Regions from separate parts of the Gossypium hirsutum genome. Here region 2 is linked to region 1. A link is a contact called in public Hi-C data. All regions are on one chromosome and are shown on one strand. Each heading gives the region's core, a stretch centred on a gene start, on an enhancer-like site or on the middle of the called end of the contact. The rest is flanking DNA. Distances are from core to core; before and after follow the strand shown. Region 1 has its middle 46 kb from the start of LOC107950138. Region 2 holds the start of LOC107950138 (abscisic acid 8'-hydroxylase 2).

Region 1 (4,228 bases), core at 799-3,298:
ACCTATAAGTAAATACTAAATCATTAGCTTTAGTCGTGAAACTGAGTTTTTAAGCCGAACTATTAAGTTAGAAAATCCAACTTTAAACTTCTGCAAAAGACTGTTCAGGTGAAAATGTATAAATATTCTAATAAATTTATTTAAATGCTTAAAAATTATTTAAAATTTATATTTCATATTTTATAGCGTTAACAATGAGATACTATAGTTTTTTTAAAAAAAATATATTTTAATCTAAATTAAATAGTTGTTTATATCAAAATAATATTTGTATTCCTGAGATTATACTTTTAATTTTAATATTAAAGAATAAAAAATAATGAATGAAGACACGTGAAAAGAATGATACTTTGGATCTAATTAGCAAACTCCAATATGGACAATCTCTATCAACTCTCTCCATCACTTGAATCCAGCAAGCTTGATCAATACCACAACTCTTCAACTCAACCTCTCAATTAAGTAAAAAGAAATTGTATTTTATTCACTTGAGTACTTCATGCTTTACAATGGCAATACGTATGTCTATTTACAGCCTCAAAACTGAAACTCCTAAGTTGAATACTCTACCTCTAAATTAAATTGATTTACTCACTATTTATCACCTAAGTAAATAATTTACAATAATTATCCTTTCTAATGGGCGGCATGAATCTTCCAATTTTAGTGTCTAGGTGCAGCCTTTCAATTGCACATTTATTCTTAAACAAATTAAAGAGAATTTAAACTAAAGCTTATCATTACCCGGCCTTATCTCATAGCTGATTATGCTAGTGAAAAAGGAACCATGTTCTTGTTGTTGAAATTACATAAAATCATAGGACAACTCAAACACTCCATGAACACTTAATCGACCTTGATGAGTAATGAACTTTACTTACAAAGGTTCAAGTTGATCCACTTAATTTCATCTTTGAAGTCTAAAGCCTCCAAGTCCAACTTCTCCAATTCTTGAAACTGCCCATTAATAAATGATTGAATAAAGCCTTGGATTTTAGTTTGATCTTGACTGACGTGATTCAATCTTTAAGTTCAAAAAATTAATCGATTTGCTATGATTTTTTTAATGGGATCCAAGCATTTCTAGGTTGAGATGTTTTTATAGAGTTCAAAGATCTATCTTTTAGTTTCGAAATACACTTTAAATCATTTGATTTCTAAATACACTTTAAATCATTTGATTTCAAGTCCGAAAGCTCAAGTTATGACTGGTTTAGTGAATATTGTTTGAGCAGAATTTTTGATCGGATTATTAAGAGAAATTACGAGTTTCGGGTTTTAGTTCAAGTTTAAATCATGTTGGATTCGATTCTAAGGCTTAATTTTAATTATATATGAGCCAAATATTTTATCTATTAAGTTTTATGTTTTTATTATTTATTTATTTTGAATTTTAGAATATTTTTAAATAGGAGCTTTATTTTTCTTAGTCAACAAGAAAGATCATCTCTATCTTTCTCTCCCATTCAAAGTATGCCTCAAGATCCTTCTAACCTTGGAAGGAAGGGATCTTCATTTTTATGGAATTGATGTTATCGTCCTTATTTTCTTGTTATGAAGAGCCATAATCTTCCATCGCAGGTACATACTAGACATTGCTCAAGTAAGTTGTTTCGATTTGAGGCTATTTGGTGTCTTGATCCGTCTTTTGAGGAGATAAAAAATCATTGGGCTGCCTCAAATACTAACATTCCTAAAAAGCTGGTTAAGTTGGGGAAAAATCTTCAATCCTGGGCCCGTATGAAATCTCATGAACACAAGAAAAACAAGGAGTTGGAAAGCTGCCTACTTGAACTTTATAACTGTGATCCGACGGATGATAATTTGGTTGAGATGATGAATGTTTAGATGGGTTTAAATTGGGAAGTAGACAAAGAGGAAATTTACTGGCAACAACGCATTCAAATTAATTGGCTAAAAAATGGGGATCGAAACACGAGTTTCTTTCACAAGATCGCTGCTAGTTGTCATTCTCGAAACAAAATAGTTGGTTTAGAAGATCAAAATGAAGGTTGGGTGTCTGATAGGGTGGGTATTTCAAAAATTGCAGTAGAGTATTTTGAAAAACTCTATACTGCTTCTGAGGTAGGTGATGATGAGAGGTTGTTTGGGCTGGTAGAGAAGCGCGTGACCCCTAGTATGAATGAGGAATTACTTAAATCTTTCTCAGATATGGAAATTGAAAATGTTGTGTGAATGATGGTGCCTCTCAAAGCACCAGAGACTGACGGTTTTCCAGAACTCTTCTTTCATAGGTACTGGCACATCATTAGCCCTTAGGTTTTTATTTATTGTTTTTCTATCTTAAATGGTGAAACTAAAATGGAAACAGTCAATAGAACCCATATAGTCTTAATTCCAAAAGTCAAAAAAACAAAAAGCATTACACATTTTTGCCCCATTAGTTTATGCAACGTCATTTATAAGATAATTACGAAAGTACTTGTTGAGCGTATGAGTAAGATTCTGGAGTGTTGCATTGACAGGCTCAAGGGGGCTTCATACCGGGCAAACACATATATGATAATGTAATTATTGCTTATGAAGTGCTTCATGCGCTCAAAATAAAGAAAAAGGGTAAAAATGGGAATTTTGCGCCTAAGCTCAATATAAGCAAAACGTACGATTGTGTGGAATGAGATTTTTTTACTGGAATGATGGCTAGATTGGGGTTTCACGTTGAATGGATCATTCTTATTATGAGATGCGTCTATTCGATCTGCTATACAGTGGGTATTAATGAAAAACTTAGTGATCGGTTTCTGCCATCAAAAGGACTACGGTAGGGGATCCATTAAGTCCTTACCTGTTTCTTACCTGTGCAAAGGGGTTCTCGACACTACTGAATGAGGCCAAGTCATCAAGGTTGATGAGGGAGGCCTAAATTGGCAGTGGAAGTTTTGCAGTTAATCATCTGCTTTTTGCAGATGAATGCATCTTTTTCTGTGATGCTTCAAGAGAGGGTACAAATGATGTCCGTAATATTATTGAGTACAAATCAATTTCGGGCCAATAAGTGAATTTAGAAAACTCTTTGGTTTATTTTGGGGCAAATGTGGACTTGAATGTCAGAGATTGGGTGACCAACACTTTGGGTGTTCGTGTGGCAATAAACCCAGAAAACTATTTAAGGCTTCCAATGATGGTTGGTAGGAGGAAAAGATAGGCTTTTACTAATTATATTGATCGATTAAGGAAAATGTTCGAGGGGTGGAGTATCCATTATCTCTCTATGGGTGGTAAATAGGTTTTTCTTAAATCTATTCTACAGGCAATCCCAGTCTATGCAATGTAGTGTTTTGCTTTGCCAAAACTTTTATGCCGAAATTTGGAGAGCATTTTAAATAAGTTTTGGTGGTCAAATGCTAAATTTGCTAGGGTGGTTCATTGAAGCACTTAGAGTTCATTATGTAAGCCCAAAAGCGAATATGGTATGGGCTTTAGAGACTTATTTATGTTTAATAAAGCTTTTCTAGCTAAGCATGTAACATCCTTTACCCGTATTCGACACCAGAATAGGGTACGAGGTATTACCAGAACACATACACTGTAAACGTATTGAACCGAGTTATAAAATTTCATTAAAAAAATTAAAACTTTCAAATTATTAACATGTTTTTATAATTCTTCACAATATATATAATGTAACATTCCTGCCAACCACAATCTCAAATAATGAATTTTCTCAGTCGAGCTGAATATCAGATGTCAACTTATATTCCAACATTTAGCTTCAATTGTACTACAAATACTTGTCAGATTAAGGATCGTCTTACGGATTTGAGTACATCGTTTGCCAGGTGCCACGATTTGCTTGAATATTTCACATTGCTATAACTCAGTATGGTTTGCTTCACGGAAATACCATACCTACTTTTCACAACTCAGTATGGTTTTTTTTACTAAAACACCATACCTACTTTTCACAACTCAGTATGGTTTTCTTCACTGAAACACCATACCTACTTTTTACAACTCAGTATGGTTTTCTTTATCGAAATACCATACCTATTTTTCACAACTCAGTATGGTTTTCTTCACTGAAATACCATACCTACGTTTCACACTTTGCCATGGATCCACCATGGACTTATTCGTCAATTCATCACTGGTTACCGACAGTATGTACTCAATCCTGCGTATCCCTTAATTTGAACTAACAATCTCATCTTATTCTCATTTTACCATAATCATAATTCAACAACAATATACAGATTGATACATTATA
Region 2 (3,955 bases), core at 1,220-3,719, 46 kb before region 1:
GAGCACCAAAATCTCAAGCTTGGCCAGTTCACTGCCTGGACAAGAGTGTACTCCATTCCCAAAGGGCATAAACGTGTTGGGTTTCGGCGGTACCTGCAATAACATCGCCACGCAAACGATAAGATCAAATATCGAATTTGTTGATGTATCCCTTAGACCCGTAGGCGCAGAGGCACGTCAACGAGACTAAAACTGCAGTGTTACTATCTACAAAATCAAGTCACGTGGTGTGATACTTTGCAAGATTTGATTGATGGTTTAGATTAGAGGGAAGATTCACAGTAAACAAATGAAAAAGACAGCAGCATGAGATGAACCATTGATAACCTTATATTTCTGCTAAAACTGGATAGTGCCTGACCCACCACTTGGTCGGGGACTCCATTTATACTATTAAATAATGCCAATGGTACCAAAACAAAACATATATATGATTCACATATTCCCAATGACAAAAAGAAATGAAGTAAATCTGCTTAGATGTGTAAAATGGGGTCGAATCTAATCTAAAACAATAAAAGATTTAGCTTATTCCATGTCCTATAATTCGAATCGATTACAAAGCCTCACCTCGAATCTCGAAGGGTCAAATTTCTCGGGTTTAGGGAAGAAATCCGCGCAATGATGAATGGTTCTAAAGAGAGGAAGAACCTTCCAACCTTTGGGGATGTAATAGCCTTCAAACTCAACATCTTCCACTGCTTCCCTGAAGGTGAATGACAGAATACTTGCTGTTCTTAGTGTCTCTTGAATCACCTGCAACACACTTCAATTAATATGCTTATATGCCACTGTGATTACCAACATATGAAGAATAAAGTTGGTATGATTTAATGTACCCTGGTAGTCAATGGCATGTGCCTTGTATCATCCCACATAAGCCTGCGATTTGCTTCGATTATTTCTCGTCGAACACCTTCTTGTTCTCTCTGCAAACATATGATTTATAAATGAGACTGAAAAAGATTTGATTGATTTTCATTCAAAGATGATGATCATCAAAAATAGTTTACTTACAGTGACAGCTTCTAGTAAATTTCCATTGTCATGCAAGTATTTTAACAGCCATGTTAGGACACTTGCAGTGGTATCATGAGCAGCAAAGATTACACCAATTACATTATCTGCAATCTGGGAATCACTGAGTTGATCAACCTTTTGGTTTTTGTCACCCAATAGAACACCCAGCAACCCTCCTCCACCACCTTGTTTCTCATTTTCTCTTCTTTCTTTTATCAATCTTCTCAGGGTCTCATTCAACAGCTTCCTAGCCTTTTCAAAAGTGAAACAATATGAACCCATTATTCACTCAAACAAAAGGGTCTAAGTGTGTCTATATATGTATGTGTATATGTATGTACCTTCATTGCTTTATTGAAAGGAGTTCCTGGAAGATCTAAAGGCATGGAATTGTAACCCTTTTCCAGGCATTGATAGAGCTGCTTGATTCCGTTGATTTCCTTGTCTTGTTTATGGCCAAAGGCAGAAATCATTGCCACATCAAAAGCATACTAAAAACAAAACACAAATGAAAGAAACCTTGTTTAAGGTTATTGATGTGTGTGCAGTAAAGGGTAAAAATGGTTAACAAAAACTGACACATACTCTCTTCATTTCTTGCAAGGTGTTAAGAGTGGTGTTGTCCCAAGCTGGTAGGAATTTAAGAACAATCTGCTCAATCTCAGAAACTGAACCTCGAATTGCAGAGGGTAAAAAAGAGGCCTGGACCAGCTTCTTCAGCCTTGAATGGTAAGGACCTTGATGGAAGAATATGGCCTCAGGCCCTATCATCTTCTCCTTGCTTGGTGGATAAGTTGGTTTGAAAAGATGAGCCTTTGTGACCAAGACAATCTTAGCTGCATCAGGGCTTGAAATCATCACACAGGGGCATCCTAATATGTGGCTTTTGAATATATCTCCATACCTAAACAATCAAAAAAAAAAAAGCAACAACCTAAATTTAGTTACAATTTGTAATATTACATCATTAGCTTTGACCTTTTTAGGTACAACTTGTACACCTTTTTCGGCGGTTGGCAAAGAAAGAATTGGGATTCTCTTTGTAAAGCTTGAGAGTTTCACCAATATAAGGCCAACCCATGGAACCAGGTGGCAGGGGTTTGTCCTTGGGGTGCCGCCATTGATGAACTGACAACAACAGCAGCAGCATCACCACCACCAAAACCACCATCAAATAAAACAAAACAATTGGTGTAATGAGAAAGGGAAGGTGACAACCATAGAAAGCTGTGAAAGTTGGTAGAAAAGTGTGGGGTGGTAGTGGCAATGAGGAGAAAAGGAGTTGCATGGTGACAATTCAAGTACTGTAAGGAGGATTCAAAGAGAGAAATGGGGAACAGAGGGGTAAATTACTTTGAAGAATGGGATGAATGGAGGGATATATATAGCATTGAAAGGGGAAGGGGTGGGGGGGCTTGATTGATGACAGGCGTCACCATGTTTTTGGGAACACCTTGCTTGAAGGTCTTTCATTTTTATTTTGGTTCTTTATTTTTTTTTCCTAGGTAGATCTTTCCTACCTTATACTGTATTTTCCTGGTCATTAATCATCTGGCCCTCCACTTCTGTTTATTCTTTGAGTTTCTATTATTTTTTTTAGTTAGGTTAAATTTGTTACTATGAATTTATAATTTTTTTATGTGGACGAGAAAGGGAAAGGTTTTTTTTTTTTACAATATTAGAGGTAGAGATTAAAATTATATAGATTGAATTCGTGTTACCCATTTAATAAAAACTTTAATTATTACTCTATACAAATCAAAACAACAAAAAATAGATGTTTTATTTTGAGATTCAGGGTAAAGTATAGATTTAGTCAATTAGCGTGTTTCTATTTTGGCTACCAACCATAAAAATTTTCAATTTAGTTATTAAATTTTAAATAAAAACATTTTAGATTATTTTTATTTTGGTCATTTATATTTTAGATCGTTTATATTTTGGTCACTCTTTGTTAAATGGTTAACCAAAGTAATATATGGCATTTTTCTAACTAGTATAATAATTCATTTAGTCCTCAATACTTATACATTCTATCAATTTTATCTTAATTTTAAATAATTCAATAAATTTAACCATCTACATTTACAAATTCTATCAATTTGATTCTCAAATGCATATAATTAAATATAATTATTATATTTAAACAGATATAATTAAATCTTGATAAACTTATATGTAAAATTGTGATTTTGATAAACCAAAAACTCGGAACTCCCAAAACTCAGTAAATTTATGATTTTTTTTTTATAAACTTCATTAATGATTATACTAATAGCATTCTCAATAGAGGAACCCAAATTTCTCTATGAAATCTAACAAATAATTAACAGCTAAAAATAAAAACGAAAAAGTTTCCTACAAGCCTTTTTCAACTTAAAAATCATGTAATAATCTACACCCATCTTTATGCATAAAATTTATTGTAAAATTTATCTTCCTCTGAGGAGAGAGGAAGCGTTGCAAACAAATAAATAGGATGTGAAGATTGGACTATATTCGATAACACTAAGCACAACGACAACGATAGGTGGTGGTTGATAAGGTGGAGAAAAGAAGATGTGACTAACGATAAGGCTAAACAAAGAAATAAGTTAAGAGAATTTTAAAAAGAGCTTTGAGAGTTAAAAATTTCGAAGTGTCAAAAGTTCTTTCACTAGTTGTGGAAAGCTCATATTTATAGCGTTTCAAGAATAGGAGTTACAAAGCTAGCGATTCATGATAATAATAACTGGTATTTTTCAGTTACAAAGGCATTAATGGTTCTTTTTTTTTTGTTATAAAAGGATTTTGTTAGTGATGCTGATGATAAGTAGTGAACAAGAGTTCAATATGTTTTTGGAACAAAAGAGAAGCACTCAACGTTATAAGAAAAGGTTAAGAGGAAAACTCTTAACTACTTCCATATCTGATCCACCAAGCCAAGCTCTCCGGA

What was found. Hi-C and Micro-C count contacts between places; a contact is called where the count stands out from the background.
Region 2: a contact with region 1 is called in a Hi-C map of fibers, with 4 times the contacts expected there. The contact joins the promoter of LOC107950138 here to the enhancer-like site in region 1. A contact is called at or near these places in 20 of 34 Hi-C or Micro-C datasets (anther, callus, cotyledon and 5 more).

The regions. Positions count from the first base shown.
Region 1 is chrD03:46,634,576-46,638,803 of Gossypium_hirsutum_v2.1, reverse strand. No RefSeq gene overlaps it. Among protein-coding and RNA genes, the nearest start is that of LOC107950138, 46 kb to the left of the region's middle. Within about 2 kb of position 2,048, at least 5 of the 9 cell types and tissues checked have an H3K27ac peak or open chromatin away from gene starts, as enhancers often do. A contact at or near this core is called in cotyledon and fibers, where this site is marked.
Region 2 is chrD03:46,680,915-46,684,869 of Gossypium_hirsutum_v2.1, reverse strand. LOC107950138 (abscisic acid 8'-hydroxylase 2) reads right to left here and starts at 2,469. Exons shown (of 8, transcript XM_016884921.2): 1 at 2,022-2,469; 2 at 1,606-1,924; 3 at 1,362-1,511; 4 at 1,018-1,272; 5 at 840-929; 6 at 571-756; 7 at 1-93. The coding sequence starts at 2,308.